Regions from separate parts of the Triticum aestivum genome. Here region 1 is linked to region 2. Evidence: chromatin contacts called from public Hi-C data. All regions are on one chromosome and are shown on one strand. The core of a region is the stretch at or near the end of the contact, and the rest is flanking DNA. Distances in the headings are between cores, read along the strand shown. Region 1 holds the start of LOC123062001 (receptor like protein 29). Region 2 holds the start of LOC123062000 (serine/threonine protein kinase OSK1).

What was found. A called contact is a pair of places that touch in the nucleus more often than the background predicts.
Region 1: a Hi-C map of leaf shows a contact between it and region 2, with 3 times the contacts expected there. The contact joins the promoter of LOC123062001 here to the promoter of LOC123062000 in region 2. A contact is called at or near these places in 3 of 5 Hi-C or Micro-C datasets (all in leaf).

Annotation. Positions count from the first base shown.
Region 1 is chr3A:522,917,830-522,921,907 of IWGSC CS RefSeq v2.1, reverse strand. LOC123062001 (receptor like protein 29) reads left to right here and starts at 2,191. Exons shown (of 2, transcript XM_044485297.1): 1 at 2,191-2,652; 2 at 2,767-3,861. The coding sequence starts at 2,383. The coding sequence ends at 3,738. It overlaps LOC123062002 (protein VTE6, chloroplastic), which reads left to right. Exons shown (of 5, transcript XM_044485298.1): 5 at 1-173. The coding sequence ends at 45.
Region 2 is chr3A:522,396,912-522,401,371 of IWGSC CS RefSeq v2.1, reverse strand. It overlaps LOC123062000 (serine/threonine protein kinase OSK1), which reads left to right and starts at 1,542. Exons shown (of 11, transcript XM_044485295.1): 1 at 1,542-1,767; 2 at 2,258-2,439; 3 at 2,871-3,055; 4 at 3,308-3,490; 5 at 3,601-3,732; 6 at 3,823-4,008; 7 at 4,448-4,460. The coding sequence starts at 2,265.

The sequences.
Region 1 (4,078 bases), core at 942-3,441, 520 kb before region 2:
TTGGCTGCTCTAATGCAGCAGCTGCTAGTGAGCTGGCGCTCATGATCTTTGTTTCCTGACTTTTCTCCAGTGCATCCGCTCTCGTAGTTTCTTAGCGGTATAAGCAGCTGGCATTTGCTTGTGGAACTCTCAAGTCGCAATTGAGTGGATGCACGTGCTTCTCCTTTGTGACACATCTTCCTGTACTTCTAATTCTAGCTTAAGGCCTGTTCCCGTTCGCTCCACTCCGCGGAGCTCCAGGAGCTCGGTTTGAGCTGCTCCGTGGAAATAAGCTGCAGTTTCCTCCGCTCCGGGGGCGCAGTCCAGGGATCGGAGAGGAACCGAACAGGCCTTTAGTAACATTGATTTGTGGAAGTAAAACACTCTCTGCCAGAGCATCATATGTTCAAGAAATACTGAGCTGGCTGGCGTGCTACTAGCTACTACTCCAAACAATGATCATTCTACACCAGTTAAAACTCGTGATTGGACAAGTTGCATGGTTTATGATCCATGATCACAAGATGATGAAGTTGCAGGTCCCTTCAGCTGCAAGCCTGCAAGCATCACATGGCGTCTTGCTTTTGTAGGGAATCCTAACTTGATCCATCACCTCGACCTGCCATACGGCGGGCAAGCACGGATGCACGCCTTCCCACTATTGGATGAGCCAGACATCTTTACGTCACGTTGGCCAGGACGTGTTGTCACGGCACACACCCGAGTGAGCGCATGGTACAGGCCATAGCCTCGTACGAGCTCACTTTTGCTCCGCCTTGGTCTGTGTGGGCTAGATAATGCACTTCTAGCAGACCAGCATGTGCTTTCTTGCAACCGTGCGACTTTCTGTCTCATCGGACTCTTACTTTTGCTTCTGCTTATTAGGTTTGTTGCTATCGATTGGAAACACGAGTATTGAGCAGAAATTGCTTTTGGAGTCCGAGCTCATGGAGGACTCCAAATGCAAAATTTAAAATTCTTGAAAATTCATATTTTTACAATCCAGAATAGAACTGGAAAAAATACATAGATAGATGAAGGCATAGTGCATAAGTGTGTAAATTTTCAGAACAAAATACTCCCTCCGTCCCAAAATTCTTGTCTTAAATTTATCTAAATACGGATGTATCAAGTCACGTTTTAGTATTAGATACATCCGTATCTAGACGAATCTAAGACAAGAATTTTGGGACGGAGGGAGTACGTTGAAACAAGGGTTGTGCGAAAAAGACAAATCTGGGGCTTTTTAACGCATGATGCTATTTATCCTTTTAGACATGGATTTGTCTTTTTCGTACAGGTCGCATTTTAACGTATTTCATTCCGAAATTTTACACATGTACGCCTCACATCATTGTTTACTTGTACAAGCAAATTCAGAATTTTTTTTGAAACCGAAATTTTGAATTTTTCAAAAAATCGGCATCCATAGAGGCCGAGAGCTAACTAAAATGCCACTCTCAGTATGAGCTTCTTTAATGCCTTCTGAAATGTTTGAGTGCTACTACCTCTGAGTTTAAGCTGAAGCGTCAAAACGTGTTACATTTAGAAAGAAAGGGTGTACTGCATTTTGATTTTGATATTTACATCTGACTATCTGAGTTCCTTTTGTTTCGATGCTGCTAGTACTCCCTCCGTCCGAAAATACTTGTCATTGAAATGGATGTATCTAGATGTTTTTTAGTCTAGATACATCCATATTCATCCATTTTGATGACAAGTAATTCTGGATGAAGGGAGTATTATTTTTGTTAATGCTATGTTTGCTATTTGCGGAGATGGCTTATGAACTTCTGCCGACCGAACAAAACATGTTTCCTTTCTGTCACTTACACTTAAATTAAGTACCCTTCTCTGCTAGCTGTGTCAGCAGCACCACGCCTTTCTGATGGATGAACACCAACACGCAGGCATGCCATGCAGGTATTACTCGTCCAAAACTCGCAGCGCTGAGGCCCCTCTCTCTTGTACTTGGCCTGATAACCCAGTTTTACCCGGCGACTTAACTAGTGCCTGACCAGTCAGCCTATCTTATGTGTAACAGTAGTAGTACTGCTAGCCCCCGTCCTTCGGTAGCGAGGACCATATGCGCGGTTCCTTGTGGAAAACATGACGTGCCACACTGCGTGCACTGCGCTTTGGTGCCTCCCACTGTGCGGACAGCAGCCTCCTGTGCGCTGCTCGTACCGCTAAATCGTGCGAGGCCGAGGTTCTTCCCGGCGTCCCGAACGCAAACCTCTCTGCACGATGCTCTCTCTGCCCATGGCCGGTCACGTCACGTCAATCACCGCACCGCGCACTGGCCCCATCTGCGTCGCCCACGCGGCCGACCCCTGCTGCTCTTAAACCCCGGGAAAACCACGCTCGTCAAACGCATAGCCTCGGAGCAAAACGGACGCCACGATGCCGGCCTCCATCGCGGTCTTCCTGTGCCTGCTCTCGGCGGCCGCGGCCATGGACGCGGCGGAGAGGGAGACGCTGTTCCTCGTCATGGACGCCGTGTCCTCCGACCGGGACTGGCGCTCCGAGAGCCCCGACCCCTGCGGCGCGCCCTGGCCGGGGCTCGAGTGCAAGCCGGCGCCGGGCACCGCGGCGCCGCTGCACGTCACGCGGCTGGACTTCGGCGTGGAGCCCAACCCGTCGTGCAAGGACGCGGCCGCCTTCCCGCCCCAGGTGCTCACCCTGCCCCGCCTCCAGTCCCTCTTCTTCGTCAACTGCTTCAACAACCCGGCCGCCGTCACCGCCCTCGTCCTCCCTTCCGCCAACCTCTCGTCCTCCACCCTGCAGCAGCTCAGCATCCGGGCCAACCCCTCGCTGTCCGGCGTCATGCCGCCGCAGCTCGTCAGGCTCAGGTCCCTCCAGGTGCTCACCATCTCCCAGAACGGCCTCGTCCGTGGCGAGATCCCGCGGGGCATCGGCGAGCTCAGGTCGCTCGTGCACCTCGACCTCAGCTACAACTCCCTCTCCGGGCCGGTGCCGACCCGGATCAGCGAGCTCAAGGGCTTGGTCGGCCTCGACCTCAGCTACAACGCGCTGTCCGGCCCCATCCCTGGCCGGATCGGCGACCTGCGCCAGCTGCAGAAGCTGGACCTGAGCTCCAACAACCTCACCGGCGGCATTCCGGACACCGTCGCCAACCTCACCTCCCTCACCTTCCTGGCGCTAAGCAACAACGGCCTCAATGGGTACTTCCCTCCTGGCCTCTCCGCTCTCCGGAATCTCCAGTACCTGATCATGGACAACAACCCGATGGGCGTCCCGCTGCCGTCCGAGCTCGGCAGCCTCGCCCGTCTTCAAGAACTCCGGCTAGCCGGCTCCGGCTACTCGGGGCCGATACCGGCGGCGTTTGGACAGCTGGCGAGCCTGACGACGCTTTCGCTCGAAGACAACAACCTCACGGGCGAGATTCCCGCGGGGCTGAGCAGGCTGCACAGGATATACCACCTGAACCTGAGCAACAACGGGCTGGGCGGGGCCGTGCCGTTCGACGGCGCGTTCCTGCGGCGGCTCGGCCGCAACCTCGACCTCAGCGGCAACTCGGGGCTGTGCCTGGACGTCGTGCGGGACGTCGGCGTCGGCGTTGCTGCCTGCCATGGCGGCGGCGGCGGTGATGGTTCCTTGGCGCGTGACTCGGTGAGCAGTGCTGCCAGGGGAGTGATGGCGAGAGGCTCCACGGACAGTTTCCGGTTTCGCCTGCTCGGCCCAGTGTGCGTGGTAGTGATCTCCTGCATCTTTTTTCCTCCGAATGGGTATGCGTAGTGTTGACAGGATTCGTGTGTTGGTTACTGCCCATGTACGTACTTGTGTGTTGTAAAAGTTTTGTAATGCTAATTTGTCTACGGCGAGGCTTGTAGCAGAGTTGTAGAAAGCTGTTGACTCTCAGGCTCGAGCACGGCGGTTTATCAGTCGCCGTAAGTTCATTTCCAAAGCGCCCCCTCCGACGTGCTGCGCAATCTATCGAGGGCCTATATTGGATCCGCCGAGCAGTTCAGACATGCTTTTTCACGAAAAACCGAGATAAACTGGGGCTTTGCGGGAGTCCGAATAGCAGACACGTAGACCTGGAACCGTGCGCCTCCATGTTCTTCTTCGTTTTTTC
Region 2 (4,460 bases), core at 293-2,792:
CACGGACTGCCGGACTGATGTTCTTTGGATTCGGGCATGTAAAAACTAAACATATTTGCCTCCTTTTGGTTTTGATCTGGGATGCGATCCAACGCGGGTGTGATCCGGCGCATTGTGTGGATCAATGTAGATTTGAACTTGAATTTGCTGGCGGACATATACATACTACGGTTGGATGGCAGTCTCTCGCATCAGTGTCCGCAGAAGGATGCGAGAGGAAAATTGCGGGTTGCCGTTGAAGATGCGCGGACCATCCAACCACAAATTTTCGTTGTACTAGTAAGAGCATCTACAACCGGACCCCTCAAACCCGTCTCAAACGCCCGGCCAGGCCGCCCGGTCACGATTTTTTGATCCGGACGGGCCTTTCAAACGGCCCTCAAACGCCCGGGCTGACCGGCACCTCCATATCCAGCCAAATAAGGGGTGGATATGGGGGCGCCCGGGCACGCCCGCCATGTCGGACCCGACAGCCCGACCCCACTCTAAATTGCACCAAATCCACCAAACCCTTCCTCCTCCTCCCGCCGCCCTCCAACCATTTCCGTGCCCGGACCCTCGCCGGTCAACATGGACGGGCATTTTTCGGTGAGGGAGAGCAAGGAGGAGTGGTACAAGCTCATGTTGGATGCGCAAAAGGAAATGATGGAGTGGGACCGGAATAGGACGAAGAAGATGCTCGAAATTGAGAGGGAGAAGATTGAGTTGGAGAAGCAACAAGCGGAGATCAAATGGTAGCTTGAGAAGGCCAAGACATTTGGCGACATAAAGCTTGAGGAGGAGAGGTTGCAACTCGCACGGGACGTGGAAGATGCGAGGATCATGTTGGCGGACGAGACCCTCTATGGTAAGCATTTGAAGAAGTGGCTTGCGGACAAGAAGATGGAGATCAACGATCGTAGGAAGTGCGAGGCGGCGAGGGCAGCTGTGGCTCGGATGCAGTTGGAGGAGGCGGCCTGGATGCAGGCGGAGCAGGACGCATTCCGCTCGAAGCAGGCGCCGAGCCAGTGATCCGAGGCCATCCGTCACGCTCGGACATTGATTTTATTTTGCCATGTCCGGTTTGCTGAACTATTATGATTTGCTTTGCTTTGCTTTGTTTCGAATTTTGACCTTCGGACAGTTTGTATCGTATGATCGATGTGCATGGATTGTATGAATTTAAGGGTCAGAATTTGCGGTATGTGGATGTGCAACGCAACATTTGAGACGTGACCGGACGCGTTCATGGGCATTTGAGGGGTCGGATTCGGCAGCTGTAGGTGCTCTAATTTGGTCTCTACGGTGTCAGATATTCTCTTGCTAAAAAACCCCGGACGTTAATCGCAGCTGAAGCGAGTACCGACACTGTTGAACCCGTGGCGCTCACCAAGCACCAACGCACCGGGAACGAACCGTCCCGTCGCGTCGCGTCGCGTTCCCGTCGCATCCACCCGGCGGAAAACGACAGATCGCGATGGAATCCTCCCCGTCCCACGTCCTCTGCCCGTTGTCTGATTGGCCCCCCACCGCACCATCGAGCCGCACGAACCCGCGCGCGCCACGGGCGCGCGCGGTCCCACCCGCAGTCGCCGTCGCCGTGGGGCCCTCGGTGTTGCGGGAATCGAATCTCTCCTCCCCCTCCCCCCTCCCTTTCCCCCGGTCCCGTGAGCGACGCATCGCTCTCCAGTCTCTCCACCCCCCTCCTCTCTCTCTCCGTCCGCCCTCCGCATCTCCGCGCCGCCGCTGCCGCTACGCCTCTCCCCGGGAAGCCTCGCCGGCGGCCAGGTAGGGGATCCCGCCTCGCCGCCTCCCCCTCTCTCCCCCTCGCGCGCCCCTTCCCGCCCGAGAATTCCGCGAGGCGCTTGGGTTTTTGGGCGGACCGTGAGTTTTCGTTTCATCGCTCCAGGAGTGAGCGGGATTCGCTCGCCACCTAGCCTGCAGATCCGTGAGCTCCCGAGCTTAGCATGGCTTGCTGGTTTTCCGGCGATGCTGTGGGTCTCAGGTTGAATTGGGCAGGAAGAGCTGGAGCTCTGCTCTGGGGGCAAATGGTCCTTCTTCTTTCAGAATTAAGCATTTCTGCCTGCCTTTTATCCCCGGCCGTCGTAGGCTTGGAGTTGCAATTCAGCACACGGACCAGCTGGATCTGTCCTGCTTAATTGGAACAGCCAGCGCGCTTTATTCATGCCCGCCCGTCGTTTCCATGTGAAATTTCGTACTAGTAGTGATTTCCCGGTCTTCGTTTCCTGAAGTGTACTTTGGTGTGATTACGATTAAGGTGGAAGATGGAGACAGGCGGCAAAGATGGCAACCCTTTGAAGAATTACCGTATTGGGAAGACCCTGGGGATTGGTTCGTTCGGGAAGGTCAAGATTGCCGAGCATATAAAAACTGGTCACAAGGTGGCCGTCAAGATCCTTAACCGCCGGAAAATCAAAAACATGGAGATGGAAGAGAAAGGTTGATAATTTTTCTTGCTCTATCTATTGAGCTCTTTCAGTGAGTATAGAGTTTCCTATTCTGTACATATTGGGTATATAGTAGTATGCTGCTGTTGTAGTAATTGTCGCTCATAAATGGAAAGTTGGCATGCTACTATTCTTCTATTAATAACATATACTCCCTGTGATTCAGCCGTTGTAGTAATTACCATTCTCATAAATGGAGTGCTCCTGTTTTTCTATCTTTGCATGATGTAGAAAATTGTGAATGCAGCACCGCTCTTGATTATAAATGTTGTATAGGAACTGTTTAAGAAAATATTCACTGCTCAAGTGCCAAGCACAACAAATGCTCTCGTCTTACATTTTGAGACAGAGGGAGTATCTTATATAGTTGTTTGGTCTAAAATGAAGCACTCAAGTTTTTTTTTTTGCATTGTTCTCTTGCAGTGAAAAGAGAGATCAAGATATTAAGATTATTCATGCACCCACATATCATCCGCCTTTATGAAGTGATAGAGGCACCAGCTGATATTTATGTGGTTATGGAGTATGTTAAGTCTGGTGAATTGTTTGATTACATTGTTGAGAAAGGTAGGCTACAGGAGGAAGAGGCCCGCCGTTTCTTTCAACAGGTAATCTCTCCTTTATTGTCTTGAACCCTTTATTCTGAAGATTCTACTCAGCGTCCTAGTTTCTAAACTCTAAAGTTTGGATTAAGCTTTTTTTTTTGTTCTTGTTTGCCACTTATTTTGATGATGTATCAGCAATGGCATGTGAAAATATAGTTTGCTCGGAAATTGCAGAGTGCAGACACAGTAATGATGTTTATCATTCCACTTAGACCCTTAACGTGACGGGTTACTTTGTTTTCTGTCTTTGTACAGATCATATCTGGTGTTCAATATTGCCACAGGAACATGGTGGTGCACCGCGATCTAAAGCCGGAGAACCTTCTTTTGGACAATAATTGTGATGTTAAGATTGCGGATTTTGGCTTAAGTAATGTTATGCGTGACGGCCACTTTCTTAAGACAAGTTGTGGTAGCCCAAATTATGCAGCTCCAGAGGTAATTATCCTTGAACTATTTTCAGACAGAAAGGACATGACATCATTGTACTCCTAGCTTTGTTCCCAGACTCTTTGGTTTCACTGTATAATATACTTTCTGTTATCTAGGTTATATCTGGAAAACTGTACGCTGGGCCTGAAGTTGATGTATGGAGCTGCGGTGTTATTCTTTATGCTCTTCTATGTGGTACTCTTCCATTTGATGATGAGAACATACCCAACCTTTTTAAGAAAATAAAGGTTAGCAAATATATGTGTAGTCTGCATTTGAATGGTGCATCTGTACCTGCTTCTAGTGATATAAATAATATATTCCATTTTTCATTTCAGGGTGGAATATATACCCTTCCAAGCCATTTATCAGGCCCAGCAAGGGATTTGATTCCAAGGATGCTAGTTGTTGATCCTATGAAGAGGATAACCATTCGTGAAATACGCGAGCATCCATGGTTTGAAGCTCAACTCCCACGATATTTAGCCGTGCCTCCACCAGATACTGCACAACAAGTTAAAAAGGTATAATTAGCCCTCTGCACCGCTTCCTTTATGAAAATCAATTGAACTATGATATAATGGTGTTTCTCTGTGTGTTAGTTATGCCAAATATTCCGCCCATAAAAATATTTTATATTGTTGATATCTCCTATTAAGGCATATAAACTTGGTGGTTAAGTTTATATGTGGTTAAAAATGTGCCCATCATTTCTCTTCATGATTTATAATGATATATTTTAAAGTTTTTTTCTGGGGTCTGTACATTACCCTTCTGCCTTGTGCCATTTAGTGAGGCTATGCATGGGAGTGCTCACTGGTTTCTTAAAATTTTATGTGTATTGGAGTCAATCTTGCAGTTTTCTGTGTGACTGTCCAGATGGGAGCTGACAGGATTTTTTAGTCATGTATTTCTTCATTTAAGTCCTCAAATAAGGTGTTGGTTTCTCTCATGATTTTGTAGATTGATGAAGAAT